2 separate regions of the Columba livia genome follow, and region 1 is linked to region 2. The links are chromatin contacts, called in public Hi-C maps. All regions are on one chromosome and are shown on one strand. The core of a region is the stretch at or near the end of the contact, and the rest is flanking DNA. Distances in the headings are between cores, read along the strand shown. Region 1 holds the start of GPI (glucose-6-phosphate isomerase). Region 2 overlaps GARRE1 (granule associated Rac and RHOG effector 1).

Region 1 (7,106 bases), core at 2,531-5,030, 69 kb before region 2:
CAAGTCTTTCTATTTGAGATTTGATGCAATTTATTTACAGTCAGGTCTCAGATTTGAACATATTTTACTAATGATACAAGGCCATTAGTATACTAATACTTCTTCAGATTAGAGGAGAACTCCAAAAATTCTCATACTACAGATTAATACAGAAAGACAGTCTTTCCCAGTGTTCTACCCCACGAACATGAAATTCTTACAATCTTTTCTTTGTGTTTACCTGACATATGACTCGCTTATAAAATCCATTGTTATTTTACTTATATGAATAAAAATCAATCTCACTAGATCTAGAAGACAAGGTATCCTGTGAAATTCTGGCTGGATTCAAATCACTACTCACTTGAAGAAAGTGAAGAAAGATGGCATCCCAATTTATTTCATGCAAAACAAGCAAGCAATAGCTACCAGGTCTAACTTCCCCACACACCAGGTGTAACACGCAGCATGCAATGTAGCTTCATCTTAAATCCTTACACCAAGAGATCCACCTTTTATTTAAACAGAATCCCAAAACCCTGCAGCTCAGTTGTGTTCAGCCACAACACCCATTCTGCAATGCAGCAGCTAACTGTAGCACTACCCAGGTGGAACGAGAGGCTTGTCACAGAAGCCACATCCACATCTAAGTGACACAGTCCTTAATCAGAAGGTCACCTGCAGCATCTCCAAATGATTTTATCTCCCATCTAAACATAAACTGAATGAGCGACCCCTAAATGAATTATTACACACAGATTCCCCGGTGGTATGTTTAGATAGAGGACTCATTTTGATCCTTCATAACGGACAAGCCAATTAGCAGGAGGGTAATACTGGTACTTTATATCCTGCACTAGCCATTTGAATCAAGAGTACCTTAATCGGCATCCAGGTATCCATTATCCGCTGAGTTTTATGATAGCTGCATCATATCAGTTCTATCCCCTTCAAAACTGGTAGAGTTTTCCTAGTAAAAAAGCCACTGCTCCTACCAGACCTTACATTTGTGTGGCAAAGACAGACCAAGGTGTACCCCACAGGTCTAACGACATTCCCAATCTGGAAAACAGCATATACAAATTCTGAGGAAGAAAAAAGGGACAAAAAGAAGGATCTTCTACCTATGTTCTGTAGGACATAGAGAGTATAAGGTTCTTATAAGAACATGAAAAAGATACTTGTGCTCAGAAACAAAATATTCAGACTAAAAATTATTCACACCAGTCTAGAATTTCTCCAGAACCAGTATCAGAAAGCACTTTTACATGGGCACAGGTTTCCCTTTTCCTTCTAAAGGAAGAGAGATAGTCAATGATTTTATGATAATACTCAGCAGAACTAACTGAAGTGCATTCATAATGATTAATTCCACATGAGGAGCGAGGTGCAGGCTACAGAGAGGATCTTGTAGCCAAACTTCCAGACTGCCTAGGCCTTCAACAGATGTTAACTATTAATACCACCACCCTGCTGATCTGGCTCATAAAGTGGCTATCAGCAAGAAGCGCAGAAGCAGATCTGTCAGACTAACCCATGCTGACAATTCTGCAATCATATTTTGCTATGAGAAAGTTCTCCTGGTGGTCCATAATGCAAAGGTTTATTAGGAAACAGGCCTGAAATAATGAAAGGATTAAGGTAGATAAGTAAACTTAAACCACTTCAACTGTTTTATGGGCAGCACAAAAGGACATTAAGCTGGAGAGCTATTTGAAACAACCTTGGCAAAGAATTTCACACACAAAAAAATCAGATAAAGCCATTCTAGGAGACACACTGGTCACTTTCAGCATGGAGAAAACATTTGAGAGATGAGTATGTGTGCCTGAAACAAGAGCTGTCAAGTATCTTAGCTTTGAGTAACTGTACATAGTGACAGTGTAGCGCTCAAAAATGACTAAGCATACTACACAGTCACAAAAGCAATTATACACTGACTAGTTGAGATTGAGAGCATATTTGATGGTTAAAGTAACTTTAATATTAAAATGACAGCCAATGAGACTAAGACACAGTGCTACCCCAATAAGAGTACTTCCTTAAGCCACTGAGGAAGGAACCTTCTAAGAAACCTCTTGATTATACCTTTTGGTTATACCAAATTCAGTCTCTTGGGAAATACTGGAGATATGGAAAACCTGAAAACAGAACTAACTCTATGAGAGAAGAACTAGATTTGTGTAAGATAGTATTAATGAAGTTCTTTAACAGTAGAAAAAGTCCTATTAGAAGAGCCAGATGAAGTCAATACTCAAAAAATTTAGCATATCTTCCCTATCAATGCAAGTGACATTTTAACTCTTGTATAATGGTATGCAAGACTTCATATGTGATATTTAATTATAATTTAAGAAATATCTAACAAGAAAAGTCACTTCACCTAGGACACTAATGAAAAGCTTGATGCATGCAATAAGTTTTATCTCAACACTCCAGAACAGAAGCTCGTTGTATCTGTATTGCCCAGGGTCACTTTAAAACTCCAGTCAGGAATGCACCTACATAGTATTAGACCTTCCAGATTGCTGGTGTAGTCCAACAACGTAACTACACACACACGACTTCTTAGCAGAGTTTCCAGTGTACAGAAAACATCAGTGCTGCTTTACAGGATGAAACCACTGAACGTTATCATGCCGCTCCCACATCTTGCTTCCTCCTCTAGCAGAGTATGTTGCAATGCATTCCTGTACCGTGGATAGCATGCGGCAAGGGAGGGCTAAACCTGCTGAACATCCTCCCGCTCCCCGTTTCAGGGCAGGGGAGGCACCGCCAGACCCCTGACAGGCGGGGGCACATGGATGGGCGGCTCGGCGGGATCCCATCACGGAGCTTATCATGACTAAGCACACGGGTGCGAAAGACGGAGGAGCGGAGGACCCACAATGCCGCTGTGCGAGCCGCAGCCGGCGCTGTGCTCGCCGGCACGTACCCTGCTGCAAGGATGAGTCAAGGACAAGTGCGCACGGCCGCCTCCTCGGGGCACCGAGGAGCGCCCCCCGCTCCCTCCTGCCCCCGCGCCGCGGCGGGGCTGCCGGCGGGGCGCTGCAGGCCCGGGACACGCGTGCCCGACCTGCCATCGGCCTCCGCGGCTCCAGCCGGCGGCACCCGCCCCGCCCTGGCCCCCCGCCCGCCTCCCGAGCAGCCGCGTGCGTGTGTGCGCGGTGTGGCCGGGCCCCGCTCCCTCCCCGGGACCGCACGGGCGGGAGGAAGCGGAGCCCCACGGGACACACGGCCCCTGCCAAGCTCCGCCGTGAAGGTTCATCCCTCCGCCCGCGGCGCGGCCCCGGCTCTCCGGCAGCGCCCACCTGCGGGCGGGAAGGAAGGAGAGCGGGAGCCAGCCCCACACCGCCCCGGGCCTCGCACGCGGAAGCGCCCGTCGTGCCGGCAGCCCCAGGGCCCGGCGGGCCGCGGCGGGCGGTGGGGAGCGCAGGAGCGGCTGCCGGCCCGCTCAGCCGCGGGGGAAGGCGGGCGGGGGCCGCCCAGCCTCACCTGAACTTCTGGAAGCGATCCTTGTCGGCCTCGAACAGCTGCCGCAGGACGAGCTTGGGGGAGTTGGCCTTGTGCCACTCCACCAGCTTCTTGAAATGGGGGTCGCTGGAGAGCGCCATGTTAGCGGCTAAGAGAGGGATGAAGCACACACTGGCTGGCGCACAGAAGCAACCACGGCGAGCAGAGCTCTCCCCTCCGCCCCCGCTGTTATAGCGGCGAGCTCGGCCTCCTTGCTGCCGGCCCCGCCCTGGCCTCGGCCCCCTCCCCTTTGCGGGCCGCCCCGCCGGGCGCTGGGGTTCCCTCCCTGCCGTGCCAGAGGGGAGGGACGAGCGCTCCGCCCGCCTGCGGGTCTGTGTGAGGTGGCGGCGGTGGCTGCGGGGCGGGGGGTGTCTGCCCGCCGCGGCCGGGCGAGAAACGCCAGTGGCGCCGGCGGAGGGGTCGCTGCCCCTCGGGTTATGAAATGGGGAAGCGCGGTCTCCTGCGCACGGCGGCGGGCTCGAGGGAGCCGCGGGCGCTGCGGTTCCGCGGACCTGCCTTGCTGGCCGCCCTGCTCACCCGCCTGCCTGCGGGCAGCCGCCGCGGTGCGTGGGGAGGTGACCAGCTTAAAAATAATGTCCCTTCCCGGGGTTATTTTTAACCTGGGTCAGCCCCACGGCCTGCTCCTGCGTGGCACAGCCCAGCCGAGCGGTGCGAACGGCCGGGAAGCTGGTTAGGGCAGCACCGCTGCTCTGCAGCCGCAGCACCAGGCGGCGGGGCAGGGATGTGGCTCTGCAGCCCCGCCTGGCATCACCTGCGCTGGACCGCTGACCCCCCCAAACGGTGCGCACCCCTTTCGCCAGCATCATCTACCCTCTGCTTCAGCCGAACCCTGCGCGACGTGCCGGCTGCTCCGCAAACCTTGCCCCCCCGGCCGTTACATAAGGCTCACAGCCGGGCTGGAGCTGGCGCTGCCGGTCGCTGCCCGGCCAGGGCACGCTGGGGCAGGCCTGTGAGCAGCTGAACCCTGCTTTGCGGGCAAAAAAGGCTGTTCTGGGCATACAGCAGAATGTTGCTTAAACATGGGCATGTTAAAGAGATTGCACTCTGCGGCTTAGGTGAATAAATCCCAGTGAAGTCATATTTTAAGCACCTAAGCCCCTTTCTGGATCTGGGCCTAAATCAGAGTCACAGAGCGTGAACTTGGCTCAGATAATTAAAATCACAGCCCAAGTCTTAAGCAGTAGAATCAGCATTTTTTCTTTGCTGCAAAACAAAAAACATTATTAATCGACTCTCAATTATATAAAATGTGTACCTCTGGTATAGTGATAATAAATTGTCTAAAAAGGTCCTTCCTTACCTCACACTTGTTTTTTTCCTAAGGTTTGGTTTTTCAGACCTAAAATAACTGTTTAATAGGCCAAAGTCTTTTCTTCTGCCAAATAAATTTTCATCACTTTATACATGGTGGTTTTGTTTTGTTTTTAACATTTTTGGAGGCCACTCTGATCCTTGCCCATCATAGGTTTGGGCAATTTCTCAAAGGCAAAACTGCTTCACGCTGTCTAAGTCTACCTGGCCGTCCATCAGTGTGTGTGCTTCCCTGCATACCATCATGTAAGGAAGGAAAATGAAACTACAAGGAACAACTGGACAATGGAATTTGACAAGGAAGCACACAAGGGTCCAGGAAGTCTTTAAGAAGGCACTCAGGTGCACACCACCATGTGGACTTCATACATTTTCCTTCCTTTTCAAGGCCTTTAGGATAAATCCCTCACAAATCCTAGACTCCTGTTCATAGTCAGTTTCAGCACAGCTCTCTTCAATTTTTCTTCTCCTTCCCTGTCTTTTTTATCATGGTCCTTGCACTGCTTGAGTTGTCTCCAAATCCTTAAGATCTTAAACCTTGAAGATCTTCAAGTCTATCCGACCCAAACCCAAAGCAGGATTTTGTTGGCTTCACATCCCAAATCTACAATCATTCTACTCATACTTAATTGTATTTGTGCAAGAACATATAGGCTCAGGTAGTCAATAATATAATCAATGATGTATTAATTCTAGTTCACAGTACGAACAAAATGTGACTGTAACATCACTGTCTTACTAACAATTCCGCTTTCTGAAATGCTAACTAATGTGCTTGCTGCTTATATAACATACATTCCATTTACTTTCTTTTGTAATAGTTTATTCTAAGATTTTGAGATGTTCTCTCTCATTTCGTTAACCCTGAAGTTTATAAATGGTCTGCCATTCCTATTTTATTTTCTTAGAACTCCTCCTTTCTTACTTATTCTCTTCTTTCCCTGGGGTATGGGGTATACACACCTCAGAGAGTTCTAGAGTTCAAACTACTCCTGCAGCAGACTATGCAAATTTTATGACATATGAGAAATATATCAAGGGCGAGGTCCTAATTCAAATCTTTAAAGACCACAGGATAAGGTTTGTGGCTGTTCCAGGAGACGGTTGTCTCTCCGTAAGCTGTGCCAACAGCTGAGCACTACAGGGACAGTAAGGCCTTGTCTGCACTGAAAAGACCAACTGATTTCATTGTAGAGGGTGGAAGAAGATTTGGACCTGGGAGGTTCAGCAGCTGAGACAGCTGTTTCTCTGACAGCTGATAGCTGTCATACCCATGTCCCTCAAGATTAATTCTGAGGCAGCTCTAATGTAGATGGAAGCAATAATGTAGAGTCAAGGCAAAACCTTAAACTAACGGCAGACGGATAGTGTGAGCACAGTGGTGCTGTGCTTCAGCCCTTGCAAAATAACCGGCTGAAACACATTCCCATTCCAAAAAGGCCAAAGGCTATCATAGCGAGGGACGACACCCCTTGGCGCTGAGAAAGGGCATTTTAGTAAAGGATATTCTGTAATTGATGGAGATCAATTTTGTGACCGTTAGGGTACAATGGTGGATTTACCATTTTACAAATGCCAGCCTCTATTAACAACAGCTGCACAATGACCTACTTATGAAAAGACAAGTGAAAATTCCATTTTGGAAGACAGCTGCATAGAAATTAATATTTCCAAATGAATGTGGAGAGCCTAAATACTACTGCCTCGGGCTCTTATGCCAGAAAGGTTAAGTGGCACGTTTAACAGATAATCTGTATGATTAATTTATCAGAAAGAACTAAGTGGCTAATTTCCCCTAATTGAAATTTTTCTGGCATGATAAAAAACTTTCATATATAATTCCACTTCCATTTAAATCCATTGTACTAACTAATTTTATTATATGAAAGCAAACAAAACTACAGCCTTGGATCCTGCTTTCATTTTCCACTAACGAACAAAAATACTTGAGGGGCTGCAGAGAAAGTAAAATAGATCCTTGTGAGGACTGATAATAAGAAATGGGAGCAGAATTTCAAATCCAGTCCCAGGTTTCAAATACAAAAAAAAGGAGCCAGATGTGCAGAGTGCTTCACAGCCATCAACATTTGGTTTTAGCTGTGGGAGAAACCTGAATGGACACTCACTACATTGCACTGGGTGGAACAGGGCTCAATCAGATCAGCAAAGATACGTACTTTTTATGAGATTAGAGCAGACTTCAGGAAAAAAGCAGACAGCAAGGTCAGGACTGAATGTGTCAATGTACTAATTCTGAAATATTTGAGCTGATCACCTATACC
Region 2 (7,455 bases), core at 342-2,841:
GTGCTCAGACATGTCTTATAAGCTTGAATAAACTCAGGCAAATGCTAAGACTAAAGCCTTATGCTAAAATATTTAAAAGGTGGGAAATAATTGTGTTCTGGTGTTACTGGATGGTTTTGTTAAAGGGAGAAAGACTCTCAGCATTATTCTTATTTCGCATTTCTTCATAACCAGTAGCAGACAGCCAGTCAGAAGTAGAACCAGTGTAGGATGATTGAAAAAAAAGCCAGTAATCTCCCCTGAGGCTTATTCATACCCGAGGACTTTTGCCATTTGAAGGATAGATGGTACAGCTAATCTGCTAGTCACTGAAGCAGGAACTGCTGACTGCTGCCAAAAAGCTGCTGGTTCAGCATGACCAAAATAGGAAATTATGGAAATGATCAAAAAGGCCAACCCATGCAGACTGGACAACAACAGAAAGCACGAACCAAATATGGAACTTACTATCACTGGTATTAAATTTTGAATGAAGCTAAAGCGAATCCATCCCTCCTCAATTCCATAAAAAGAAAGGTTCATGATAGAAGGTTAATTTTTAAGACTTTAGTCTTCCCATATATCTTCATGGTGTCTTACAGAAGGCTCAGAATTCAACAAATTGAACAGTCGCTATTCTTCTCTTTATATAATAGGGAACGAATAATAGTACAGTTCCATTAGGTAGAATAGAGAAATGTTGTGTGGGATTTTATAACCTTAAAAGGAGGGGGGTGTGTATTAAGAATTGTGAGCTATGCGAAGAGTTTTAGACTAAATACTACTTAATTATATCATACCATGCACTGCAGTTAAATTATTTAAAACATTTGATAAATAGGTGTTTGGGAGCTAATAAAGTAGCAATAGTGCCAAACCTCTCAAATGTTAAGGGCTGTTATAAGAAGCCATTGATAACTACCAGCTGTTAGGTAAAGCAGTTGGTACCTACATAGCGATGCATAGCTCCAGTAAGTAGCTGAGAAGAATTAAGTCCTTGAAGTATAAGTCACTGTATCAAACTATTTATTTTTTTTTTAAGATATTAAAATAGAAATCAACTTTATAATAATTTTGTGAGTTCACTTGTTTTATCTGGTTATTTTTTGCACCTGCAGCTTGGCGGAGAGGTGGGACTCTTGCAATGTAACTACAGGACTGACAAAATAACTAGAACTAATACTTAAAATAATTTCCCTTTCATTTTCATTTTATTTGCTAGGTGGTTGTGGACACAGCACAGATTGAAAATAAAGAAGCCTATGCTCCTCAGATAAGTTTAGAAGGATCCAGAATTGTGGTGCAAGTTCCATCAACTTGGTAAATAAATACACTGTATTGGAGATTATACTAATAGTTATGACTGGAATATATAGGGGGAAAATATTGCAGTACAAATGAAAGAGAGAATCTGCACAATTATGGCATATCTTCCTTAAGTTCCGTGGTGTGGAACTGTTGGAATGCCATTGTTCCTGACAGGCGTACTTGGCTGTGTGTGTCCTGGTGCTGCCTCTGGTGGAGGCAATGCGGGACAGGCAGTGCTGCGCCACTAAAACCAACTTTAAAGAAAGAGTAAAAGCTTGACGACAAAAGAGAAGTTGTGTGGGGTTTGTTTTGAAATCCAACAGGATTTGTGTTGCTCCTCCCTGGCGGGTCCTCACAGCTGTTATCTCAGGAAGGCCAGGAATTAGATCGAGATTAGTACGAGAGCTGTTCTTTAGGCGCTGCCTTAAACTGCAGAACTCTGGTCTGAGATGCTATTCCTACCAGTTTAGTTGACTGCCTAGGGAAGAATGTTAGGATTAACCTGCACTTTTAGGTGAGGATTTCTTCCCTTTTGAAACAATGATGTGGAATTGGAACACTGCCTTTCTCCCTCACTTTGGACTACTCATTGCTACAAATTCCAGTACAACACAGCTCATTCATCTGATCCCTCAGTGAGATACCCTGTCACTAATGGTACCAGTGCTGTGTCCAGAAGTACGAGTCCACACATACAGTCTGCTTACCCCAATACAGCTTTCATTCCTCTACAGAGTGTGAACCAGCACTTCTCTGTTCCCTTTCCGTAAATTGCTCTATTATGAAAGAACTAAAGGAAGGCAGAGTGCTTTGAGCCAGGCTCTGTGTGCTCTGGAAGAGCTCCTCCTGCTGCCACGCCGCGACAGTGCCTCTTCACTCGCCGCTGCGGGATGGGCTCATTAAGTACTTAAATATGTGCTAATATTTAGGTTTCAGTTATTCTGCTTTCACCTCAAATTCAGCCCTGATTTTGCGCCATTAATGAGGAAAACTCACTAATCCTGCATCTTCACAGCTCAGTAAAATCTCCGCAGACTGCTGGATATGCTGAACCATTTTCCATGTGCAGTCTGTCAGGCTGGGGTCAGAGAAAACGCTGGTGTTTGTCGGGTTTGTTGAGGGCTCTTGCTGTTTTCCAGAAATGGGCTTCATGCATTTCCTATTTCATTTCTCTGTGCCTGTTTTATGCCTGCTCAGCTAAAGAGCTAATTGTTAATCATGATTTTAAAATACATTATATAAGTCCTAATTTTACAGTTTAGATAAGCTGTACATTCAACAGTAGAAAGAAACTGGGGCTGCAGGTGTAGTCTTTAGGAACCCTCAGGCATTTGTACATTGTACTGCCTTGATTAGTTGCACCTCTGTAGGAGCAGAAACAGTGCAGCAATTGGCCTTTTCTTATCTGACTAGTATGGTAAAATTGTTTAATGTAAAAAATATATATGTATATATTTTTTTAAGTTAAAATTCATAATTACAGGTGTCTGAAGGAAGATCCAGCAACAATGTCTTTGCTACAGAGGAGTCTGGATCCTGAGAAGACTTTGGGATTAGTAGATGTGCTCTATACCGCCGTGTTTGACATACACAGGTGGAAGGAAGGAAGGTACATCTCCTATTGAGCCTCATGCCCTACTTTCCTAGGTTAAACAAAGCCATCGTTGTTGAAAGGTCTGTATTGAGGAATTTGATAGTACCAGTTCCTCAGCAGGGGAAAACAGTAGGCAAACTGCGAACAAGAAATTGGTCATCTACATCGGTACCTTGTGGGGACATATAGAGATACAGCAGTCTTTTTAAAAACAAACCAGAAGCTTATCCAAGTGTACAAAAGTATTTGTTTCTCTCTTACAAAAATATTTGATGTATATTAAATTGGTCTCCATTTAGGTCTTGAAGCACAACTAAAATTTCTTATGGAACGGGAAGTAGTTAATGCTATTGCAAATACTAGTAATAATTTGCATTGTTACCATAAGAAGTAGCTGGTGAAGTTTGCAATCTTTGGTTCTGTTTTGTCTGCTACCTATTACCCAAATACACATTCTCCTCCGAAGTGCAGCCTCAGTTATGTATTATGTGGTTTGATATACGTGTTTTTGTTGATGCAGGGAGCAAGCTTTGCCTTGTATTCAGATCCAGTTACAGCGTGAAATCTCAGACTTTGGGAATCAAGTTGACATGCCATCTGGAAATGGAAGCAAATCTTCGGGTGGTCTGCAAAAAACGTTCTCAAAACTGACTTCAAGGTTTACAAAAAAAACTTCCTGTACCAGTACAAGTAATACTGGAAGTTATTCAATCCCCAATACACCTTCCAAAAATGTCTTCATAAGTTCCAACTCAGAGGAGAAAGCTAAAATGCCCACTAACATAGATGCACGGTTACAAAGCATTTTGAACATTGGCAGTTTTCCTAGGACCACAGATCCACTGCAGTCAATTCAGAGCACAAATAATCAGCTGGTGAATGGATTTCTAGTTGAAAGATGGGACAACTTCTTCAAACCAGATGATGGCAAGGACGACAAAGGTATGAATTTGCCAACTGACCAAGAAATGCAGGATGTTATAGATTTCTTGTCTGGTTTTAACATGGGCAAATCCCAGCAGACTTCTCCAATGGTGAAAAGAAGGAACTCTGTTGCATCCTCTACAGCAGCAGAACAAAAATCAGGAACAGTACAACAGCAGCCGCAGTCTGTGTCTCACACCCCACTGCATCCTTCTCAGCAAGGCTTGTCACAGCAACAACAGTCACAAAAGCAGCAGCAGCAAGTGCAGTATTACCAGCACTTGCTTCAACCTATTGGACCACAGCAACGCGTACCTGCCAAGTGGCTGACTAATTCTTCGCAGCAGCCAGCCCAAGCTGTTGGAGCTGGATTGTCTCATATAAACCAGTGGAACAATCCTGGTTTTTCAGATTTAAGCTCTGATTTGTACAGCTTGGGTCTCGTGAGCAGCTATATGGACAATATGATGTCAGAGATGTTGGGACAGAAACCACAAGGACCTAGAAACAACACATGGCCAAATCGTGACCAAACTGATGGAGTGTTTGGGATGTTGGGAGAAATCCTGCCTTTTGACCCTGCAGGTGTGTATCTTTTCCTTTATTATGTTTTTCCTAAGGGTCCTCTTGCAAAGAATACTGTTAAATATTGCTAGCAATAACACTCATTTCCTAGTGCTGTCTACCAGATGCTGGGGTGCTTACAAAGGCAAACAGGTATTTATATGTATGCTTCTTTTTAACAGAAGGTGAACTGAAGTATAAGCAACTTTCATTAATAAATGAGAATGCGAACAAATTCCTTGTTTCTTGTCCCAGTTGTTGGAGGTCTGATATGGACCACATCAAAATACTAAACCAGATACTTGGAGATGAGGTTGCTCCTCTTGTTAATTCGTAAAATTGTTTAAAACCATCATTAAGTCCTGAACTTAAGTAATTTACCTCTCCCCAAAATGATCTTTCCTGCTCTTTACCAGTCTTGGAGTCTGGAGATACAGGCAGATTGCACCTTTCCCTGTCCCTGCATTTCCCCTCCGTTACTGTGCTGTTCCATGGGAGTTGTACTGGTTCCTGTTGTACAGCTGTGACTGCAGTGAAAAGCTTGGATGCTGAAGGATTAGAGACTAAAGAGCAAGAGCTGTGTGGTTTGCCCGATGTGTTTGAACCACCGATAAACTGTAAATGTAGAAGGATTTTTGTCGAAGATGAAGCAAGATAAAATTTTATAGCCATAAGCAAATAGCTAAACACTATGAAATTGATTGTAGTCTCTAATGAATTCTTCTGATGGTAGTACTAAGAACAACTTACAAATTTATTCTGTCGTAATTATAATTTCTGTTGGCCTGTAACATAGCTACAGAAACTTTGTAGTATTCGGTTTTGAGAAGTGCCTGGAGGCTGGCAGCACCAGAACAGGAAAAGCTTTTATCAAAGCAGGAATCCTTTCCCCACGCTCGTTTGCCTGCACATGGGTTAGGACTGTGGGGGCGGCTCACAAACCAGCTCATTTGACTCATCATTTTATAGTTACTTTGTCAACTTAGTTGATAAATTAGTGGAGTTTATAAGGCAAAAATAGGCATCATAGGTATGTTATCAAAAGCTTCTCAACAATTTTAAGTCTGACTTATTTAAACATACTTCTCTTATATACTTAAGGATTATCACAACATTTAAAGAAAATTATTTTCACCAAGCACAAATACATGCATGTATAGGGGGAAAAAATGCATGTATAGAAACAACTGGCATTTTTAGCATTTTGAATCCATTATATTTCTGTAGTATTTGCCTTTCAATCTAAAGAAAGCGACATGTTTTGTTCCATTTGATGTGATGAACGTCATGGACTTTGAAAGCGATACTCTGAAAAGGAGACTCATTCAAGTTGATAATTGGTGCTCTGTGGATTAAGATACATGTTTCTACAGTTGAAGTGATGAGTAAACTGTATTTTCCACAGAGCTGATGTTTAAAAAACCAACCAAACACCCAAAAAAACCCCTTCCAGTCCAATAGATTTTTCCATTGGAAAAACAACTGTTCTGCCTGTAACTTGCCAGGGTGAGCTGCGATGTAGGAATTTTCAATTCAAGCTCTATTTAGTGTAGTACAGAAAGCTTCAAAACGTGAAAGGCTTTTTCATTTCCAAAATTTCTTAGGACTTTGTACATTTGTCATTTGAAACAAATGGCATTACTTTTTTGATAAACATTTTTAGAGCCTGAAAGCGATGTATCTTTTCAGATGCAAATGTGCTGATTAAGATTTTATAAAATTGATGGCTTTTCATGTCAAAGGCTTAAATAGCTACCAAAGATGTATTTTGCAGTACTTGTATCATGTGTAGGAACTTGGTAAAGGAATGTTGTAGTAAGAACTAGCAGAAGGAATATTGATAACTCCAGGTATTTTGAATTATTTTCACAGATGCGAAAGAATGAAGTTGAAAATGCATCTGATAAAAAGCTGTTTATCTGTTATGTTTTCATTGAGGGGAAAAAATCAACACAAGTTGCTACTTTGGATGTAACAGTAATTTAACACTCAATGCCACCCGCAGGAAAAAAACCTGCAATGCCTTTAGAATGTGTCTAGAATCTGTCCTTGGATGTGAAGGTCTGTCTGGCTTCCACCCGCATCTTCAATTGACATAAAGATACTTCTCAAAAAGAAAAAGTATTAGTGGGAACGTTTTGTTTCTGCACAGCTGTAAGATAGCTCTGTCCCCTGCTTATATAATAATGAATGTATGGAAGTAAACTTATTTTCTTCATTATCATTTTCATTTGCATCCAACAAAGCACTGTGGAGCTCTTATTTTCTGAGTGTGCCAAATGGAAATGAGGAAACTTTTCTTGTAAATGCTGCATTGAATGTAGGGAAGGCATGAGATGAAAGACTCTCTTCTGAGCTGTGCATGCTTGGTGGATGCTGTTCAGTCTTCACTCTTAATTAAAAGCCGAGACCAGCAAGCCACTACCTCTGTACTTCCTGCTGCAATTGCTGTGCATGTAGTCTAAACCTTTTCCATATATCCTGTCAGATTGCCAAGTTTTCCCTCAGCTGGCCATTTAAAACACTTCTGGATTAAGGCTTTTGCTGCATCTGTTTAAGATTAGGCTTATCATTTGCCAGATGCCCGAGACACATAAAGCACTTTAAGAATGGAAGATTTATTAGTAATTAATGCTTTCTTCTGTACATATCTTCTGAAATATTCTGAACTATTTTGCAGGTCAGGATCAGAATGTTCTCAAAATTGTTGTCTAGGCTTTGTAGGAGGTAGGCAGTTTCTGGGTGGTTATGTTCTATTATGATCAATCTGAGATACAGATTTCTTGAAGTAAGCAGGGTCACAACATAGCTGGAAATCATGTTGCAATCTGGAATCAACTATAATAATAGAGACATTCCTTTTCTCTGATGTTGGTAGATGTACAGGCTTTAATTTTGTCAGTGTCTTCTCATGGGATGTGAACCTTTCAGTGTATAGATATGATTATAGTGACAAATACTGTTTCCCTGACGGAATGAATGCAAGGGGCAGGTGTCAGAACTGTTATCCACCCTGGATGGATGGTGCTTATCTACTTTTTAAAAACACTTCCCATTCAGTGTTCTTTACTGCTCCAATAAGAGTT

The links. Hi-C and Micro-C count contacts between places; a contact is called where the count stands out from the background.
Region 1: a contact with region 2 is called in a Hi-C map of liver, with 4 times the contacts expected there. The contact joins the promoter of GPI here to the enhancer-like site in region 2. A contact is called at or near these places in 2 of 2 Hi-C or Micro-C datasets (crop and liver).

The regions. Positions count from the first base shown.
Region 1 is chr13:16,461,550-16,468,655 of bColLiv1.pat.W.v2, reverse strand. GPI (glucose-6-phosphate isomerase) reads right to left here and starts at 3,780. Exons shown (of 18, transcript XM_065028451.1): 1 at 3,475-3,780. The coding sequence starts at 3,593.
Region 2 is chr13:16,390,472-16,397,926 of bColLiv1.pat.W.v2, reverse strand. GARRE1 (granule associated Rac and RHOG effector 1) reads left to right here. Exons shown (of 14, transcript XM_065028424.1): 8 at 1,202-1,299; 9 at 2,771-2,896; 10 at 3,402-4,390. Among named protein-coding and RNA genes, the nearest start is that of SS18L2, 13 kb to the right of the region's middle. Within about 2 kb of position 1,591, at least 1 of the 3 cell types and tissues checked has an H3K27ac peak away from gene starts, as active enhancers do.